Regions from separate parts of the Sus scrofa genome. Here region 1 is linked to region 2. The links are chromatin contacts, called in public Hi-C maps. All regions are on one chromosome and are shown on one strand. Each heading gives the region's core, a stretch centred on a gene start, on an enhancer-like site or on the middle of the called end of the contact. The rest is flanking DNA. Distances are from core to core; before and after follow the strand shown. Region 1 overlaps MACF1 (microtubule-actin cross-linking factor 1). Region 2 overlaps MACF1 (microtubule-actin cross-linking factor 1).

What was found. Hi-C and Micro-C count contacts between places; a contact is called where the count stands out from the background.
Region 1: a contact with region 2 is called in a Hi-C map of fetal liver, with 1.7 times the contacts expected there. The contact joins two enhancer-like sites. A contact is called at or near these places in 1 of 5 promoter capture datasets (liver), 12 of 47 Hi-C or Micro-C datasets (embryonic fibroblasts, epiblast stem cells, fetal liver and 6 more) and 2 of 2 datasets of contacts at active chromatin or transcription factors (alveolar macrophages and skeletal muscle).

Annotation. Positions count from the first base shown.
Region 1 is chr6:95,052,852-95,055,551 of Sscrofa11.1, forward strand. The region is part of intron 2 of MACF1 (microtubule-actin cross-linking factor 1); the gene reads left to right. Among named protein-coding and RNA genes, the nearest start is that of MACF1, 94 kb to the left of the region's middle. Within about 2 kb of position 1,375, at least 11 of the 83 cell types and tissues checked have an H3K27ac peak or open chromatin away from gene starts, as enhancers often do. A contact at or near this core is called in alveolar macrophages and fetal liver, where this site is marked.
Region 2 is chr6:95,004,905-95,007,604 of Sscrofa11.1, forward strand. All of the region lies in intron 2 of MACF1 (microtubule-actin cross-linking factor 1), which reads left to right. Among named protein-coding and RNA genes, the nearest start is that of MACF1, 46 kb to the left of the region's middle. Within about 2 kb of position 1,342, at least 18 of the 83 cell types and tissues checked have an H3K27ac peak or open chromatin away from gene starts, as enhancers often do. A contact at or near this core is called in alveolar macrophages and fetal liver, where this site is marked.

The sequences.
Region 1 (2,700 bases), core at 125-2,624, 48 kb after region 2:
TGCTCAACATCATTAGTCATTAGGGAAACATATAATCAGTGCCACAATGAGCTACCACTTCATACCCACCAGAGTAGTTACTGTAATCAAAAAGGCACATGAAGATATGGAGAAATTCGAACCCTCCTATATTGGTGGTGGGAATGTAAAACTGTAGAACTGCTTTGGAAAACAATTTGGTGCTTCCTCAAAAAGTTGGAGTTGCCACATGATCCAGCAGTTCTACTAAGCATATATCCAAAGAAATGAAAATATACATCCAACAAAACTTGTACACAAATGCTCATGGCAGCATTATTCATAATAGCTCAGAAGTAGAAACAACCTAAATATCCATCAGTTGATGAAAGGATAAACAAAATGTGGCATATCCATACAATGGAATATTTATTCGGCAATGAGAAGAAATGAAATAATAATTGATACTAACATGGATCACATTAGATATTATGCTAAGCAAAAGGAGCCAACTTGAAAACATTCTGCTCTAAGTGAAAGGAGCCTGACACCAGAGACCACATACTGTATGATTCCATTATACAGAATAGGCAGATTCATAGAGACAGTAGATTGATTAGTGGTTGCCAGAGTTTAGGGGAAGGTGGGTTAGGAAGTTACTGCTAATGGACATAGGGTTTCTTTTTGGGGTGATGAAATGTTCTAACATTACATGATGGTGATGGTTGCCCAACTCTGTGAATATTCTAAGATCCACTGAATGATATACTTTAAAAGGATGGATTAGGTGTTATGTGAATGAAGTTCAGTAAAGCTTTTACCCCCCAAATTTAGGGTGATTTGTATGTCTAACTAGGATTTTGTCAGTTTAAACTTGACTCCTTATCTATGCCACCATGAATCTCAAAGTTAGAGCATCACTGTCTTGAGCACTGGGTAGATTACTGTTGCCCCAAAGCCTCAAGGTAAGAAATGTGGGTTTGCAATTACTTCTTACAGAATAGTTGATGGCGCTTTGTATCAGGAACCAAACCTTTTAAGATGGGTTCTCTGAGGTTGAAGCCATTCCAAGTTTTAAGTGTGACTGTCCTTGCCCTGCCCTGGTACTTCTTATTTATCCCTTCAACTGTGTATCTCCTGGAATAGATTATGTTTTGGGTCCCAAACCCCATTCCTGGCTCCACCAAGAACCTTACTTCTTTTCATTTCTTACATTTTTCCTCCAGGCTGTTGACCGTGCTCTGAGGCATTCTTTCCTAGGAGGTGTGGAGGTAGCTGGAGGAGCCGCTGGGTGGCGCCCTGCCCCCAGAGGATTGACAGATGAGAATGACTTTCCTGGAAAAGGCTTAGTCCTATGTTGGCAGGAAGAGGTGACTCATTTTTCATCAAAGGAATTTCAAAGAAAATGTAATGATAGGACGATGTCACAGGAGCAGGTGGAGACAGGAACCTTGACTGAGGGGCTGAGGGAGGTGCTAGATAGTATGGTTGCCTGGGTAGTCAGAATGGCTGACTGGCATGGATCACAGGAAGCGTCACCTGTTTTTCAGTTCCTTTCTCCTGAGCCCTGGTGTGTGCTGTTCAGTGCCTTCAGTGCATGTGGTCAAGCCTGTGCCTGTCTTGGGTGTACTGTGTTTGTATCTGGGTGAGACATCTCATGACATTCTGTGCGAGTTGTAGATTTATTTCACATGCGTTGTGTGTAGGGGTTCCTGTACTCTGTGCATCAGCTCCATGGCTCGCAGGGTCTATATCTGAGAGTGGAAAATCACACATTCATGGTGGCTCATTTCCCCTGGTGTGTTAGATACAAGAGCTTGCCTAGATACTAGAGGGTTGGATCCCAGGGACTTTACCTTATTGCCAGAAGTACTGCTTCCCTCCAGTGTTTTGGCAAGAGCTGGGTCTGTGCTCTAATCTTAGTTAAGTTTCCTTTTTTTTCTTTTTTTCTTTGAGTTGAGTGCCCTTCCTTGGTGTGTATGGATGAAGCTGATAAGTGGGGGAAACTTAAGAGTCAGGGGGAAGGATAGTTAAGCGCTGGTATCTTTTCATGTTGCAAAGCACTCAAATTGGTTAGGTGTTGAGGCTCCCATTTATGTTACGACTGTGAGGAGTGCTCCTGGTCATCGCTGTGTTTTAACACCTACCAGGGTCTGTGTGATTGTGAGGTTGGAGGCTAAATCAGTTTACAGAAGGTAAAAGAGAAGATATTTATTGCTAGTATTCTGCCTTAGGATTCAGGTCTCACAAAATATCAGGGAGAGATGGCTTAACAGTATCAGTTGCTGCTTTTATGCTTTATGAATCATTCATCTGAAAGTGGGGTGGAAATAGGGACTTTTAGATAGTATAAGACTCTTCCAAGAAGAGGAGATACTGCTTCTCTTTAAGATATATCATAAGCAAGAAGAAAAAGTAACAAACAAGCAACAAGCCAAACAAACAGACAAAACCCCTGAAATTAGAAAAGGAGGGAGGAAAGCTTTATGTATTATTTGGTTCTGCCTTTAATTGTTGCAACCTCTGTTTTTGGATGATACTACTGGGTACACTGTGGAAGTAAAAGTGATCTTTGGGATGGGGTACAGAGGACATGAATCACACAACTTGTTTCTTAGAGGAAGGTGCTGGGCTTCCCAGGGCCCTCATTGGCACTATTTCTCCTCCCTCCTTGTGGCACTTCTCTCTGTATCTCTCCATGAAATAACAAATCATTAGCAGAGTCTTTTAACCTGAAGTGCC
Region 2 (2,700 bases), core at 92-2,591:
GAGCTGGGAGGCATTGGTAGAAAGTGGAGATAGGAGAGAGATTAAATCAAGGAATTTTTGTGGATAGGACCTAGAGAATTTTTGTTGCCTAAGAACAAAACAGTTGTTTCGCAGTCTTTATGTGAGAAAGCGTTTAGAAGTTGACCATTAGTTCTGTCTGAGTAACTGATGACCTTGGGTAAGGCTTCTGGTCACTGATGTTCTTTTCAGCAGGGACTAAAGATACATGCCTGTCCCTCTCAAATGGAGGGATTCAGCAAAGGGAGGGGATCAGGATTAGATTTCGAGTGGGAGGGAAGGCATCGAGACCCTGCTCTCCAGGCACCGTAGAAATCTAAAGCTGTTATTATGATGGTTGCTACCGGCAGACAAAAAGTCTCAGCCTCTTTGGTTTGTATCCCACAACCAGTCACAACCTCAGATTGGGTGGATGCAAACTTTAAATATTGGGGTCACCTGTACCTATTGGCCAGTGCCCCTTGTGGTTTGTCTGAGTATTGTACAGACATTGCTTTTTGACTCTCTTCCATCTATTCATCAGGAAAAAGTACGAAGTTTGTGGAGTCGTGCTTTTGGTTGGCATTAGGGCATGAGGGATCTTCATTTTCCCCTTTTAACTAGTAAATATCCAACCTAGTCAATAGCTATAACAATACAGCCTTAGGCTTGGAAATTTTTACCTAGGAAGTGACTGAAGCTTGAGAAGAACTGGGCTTTTATAACCCCCTGCATGGAGAAGGGAAGAGTCATTTCCCTGACAAGGCTGGGATACTGGTCAGCTGATTTCCTTCCTGTCTCTATAGGGATGTGATTCCTCCCCCTTCCTTCTGGAAGAAGTGGATATTTTTTTCATTTCCTGTTTGACAGCATATTTTCTGAGTACCCAGAGACATTTGTTGACTGTAAATCAGTTGGGTTATGGGGGTGGGAAGGAGGCTGCTTTTGCTTTCAGCAGAATGGCTTTCACTTAAGGGATATACATATACATGAACCCAAACTTCCTTGTACCCCTTGGAGAGACACATGACCCAAAGGGATTGCTTTGAATCCTTTTCTGAGCTGTGCCTACTTGACCTATGGTAGTAGAGCCCCTTCTCCCACTTAGGCCACAAAAAGACTGGTCCTTCACGGGGACCTACATGATGTGGATTCCACTCTTGCCACATCCTCTGGTCAGCCCTTTTGGTGCCTGAATCTTCCAGGGAGCAACTGTTAGTCCCTGGTGGAAGTGACACCATTCTTGAAATGGAACCTGGCAGGATGCCCCCCTGAGCCTGAGTGACTGTGTGACTGACACAAGCGGGGACTGGAATCTGGCTGTCCAGATTTCCTGCCCTCTGTCCTCAGAAGCAGACCCTGCAGCTTCCTCTGGTGGCGTGGGAGCTGCTCGTTTATAAGCAGTGCCACCTGTGGGCCCGCGCAGCAGTTCCGTTCCTGACCAGGAGCTGCCTGCCGGCCCAGACTGACTGCTCCTCATCCATCTGGAGTGAGAGCAGAAGGTAGAAGAGAGAAATGGGGAGGAAGTCCTTGTGATTCCCTTTGCTTCTAGCTCAGTTCTGCTTAGCGTTTGGGGACCAGGGTTTAATTTTGCAATACACTCTTAGACTTTTTTCTTGACCTTAGAGACGGCCTTAAAAATTCTTACAAAATAGGGCATTTCTTTGTAGGTTATGAGAAATGTCATCATGGGGTTTTATGTGTAACACAAACAGCTTTTCCTGGCTTGCCAGGGTTTATGTGACTAGGTTATTGGTGTATTTAAAGTTCTCAGAGGTCATCAGAGGAAGAACAGCCTTAAAAGTGGAATTAGGGAGTATGCCCTGACTTTTAATAGTAAATTCTTTCTTTTACCTCTGTTGCTGACCATGTGTCCTTCTCCTTGCTCTAGGGGATTTCTCTTTTGTGGCTCTTTTGTAGTATTAGAGAAATTTCTTCTCTAGGGTGGAGAGCAGCATTTTACAGGGGAAAGGGTGTAGATGTTGGGATCCTGCTTCTGGTACTTATGTGCTCTGTGACCTTGGACAGTCACTTAACCACTCTGAGCTGTGAGTGAGTTTTCTAATTCCTCATTTGTAAAATGTTGGTGGTAACTATTTTGCATAGTTTCTGTAAAGGTCAAATGAATTAATATATATAAAGCATTTTGTTTGGCACATAGAAGTTATGTAATTACAGTTTCTTTTTGCTAGTAAGAGTCACAACAACAATATGCTTTTTTATTGTGATAAAATTACATAATGTGTAAAATTTACCATTTTAATCATTTTTAAGTATACAGTTCAGAGGCATTAAGTACATTCACACTGTTGTGTAACCGTTTCCGCTGTCCATCTGCAGAATTTACCAAACTTAAATTTCATACCCATTGAACACTAATTCCCATTCCCCCTCCCCCCAGTCCCTGGCAACCACAATTCTGTTTTCTGTCTCTATGAGTTTGACTGTTCTAGATTCTTTTTTTTTTTTTTTTAAAGGAATTTATTAGCATTATCAATATTCAACACATACAAACGTGGCAAGGAAAGGGAGGACCGAGTGAGGAGCTATTTCCTTGGGGTTTGTGGCCAGGTTTTTTTTTTTTTTTTTTTTTTTTTGTCTTTTTGCTATTTCTTGGGCCGCTCCCGCGGCATATGGAGGTTCCCAGGCTAGGGGTTGAATCGGAGCTGTAGCCACCAGCCTACGCCAGAGCCACAGCAACGC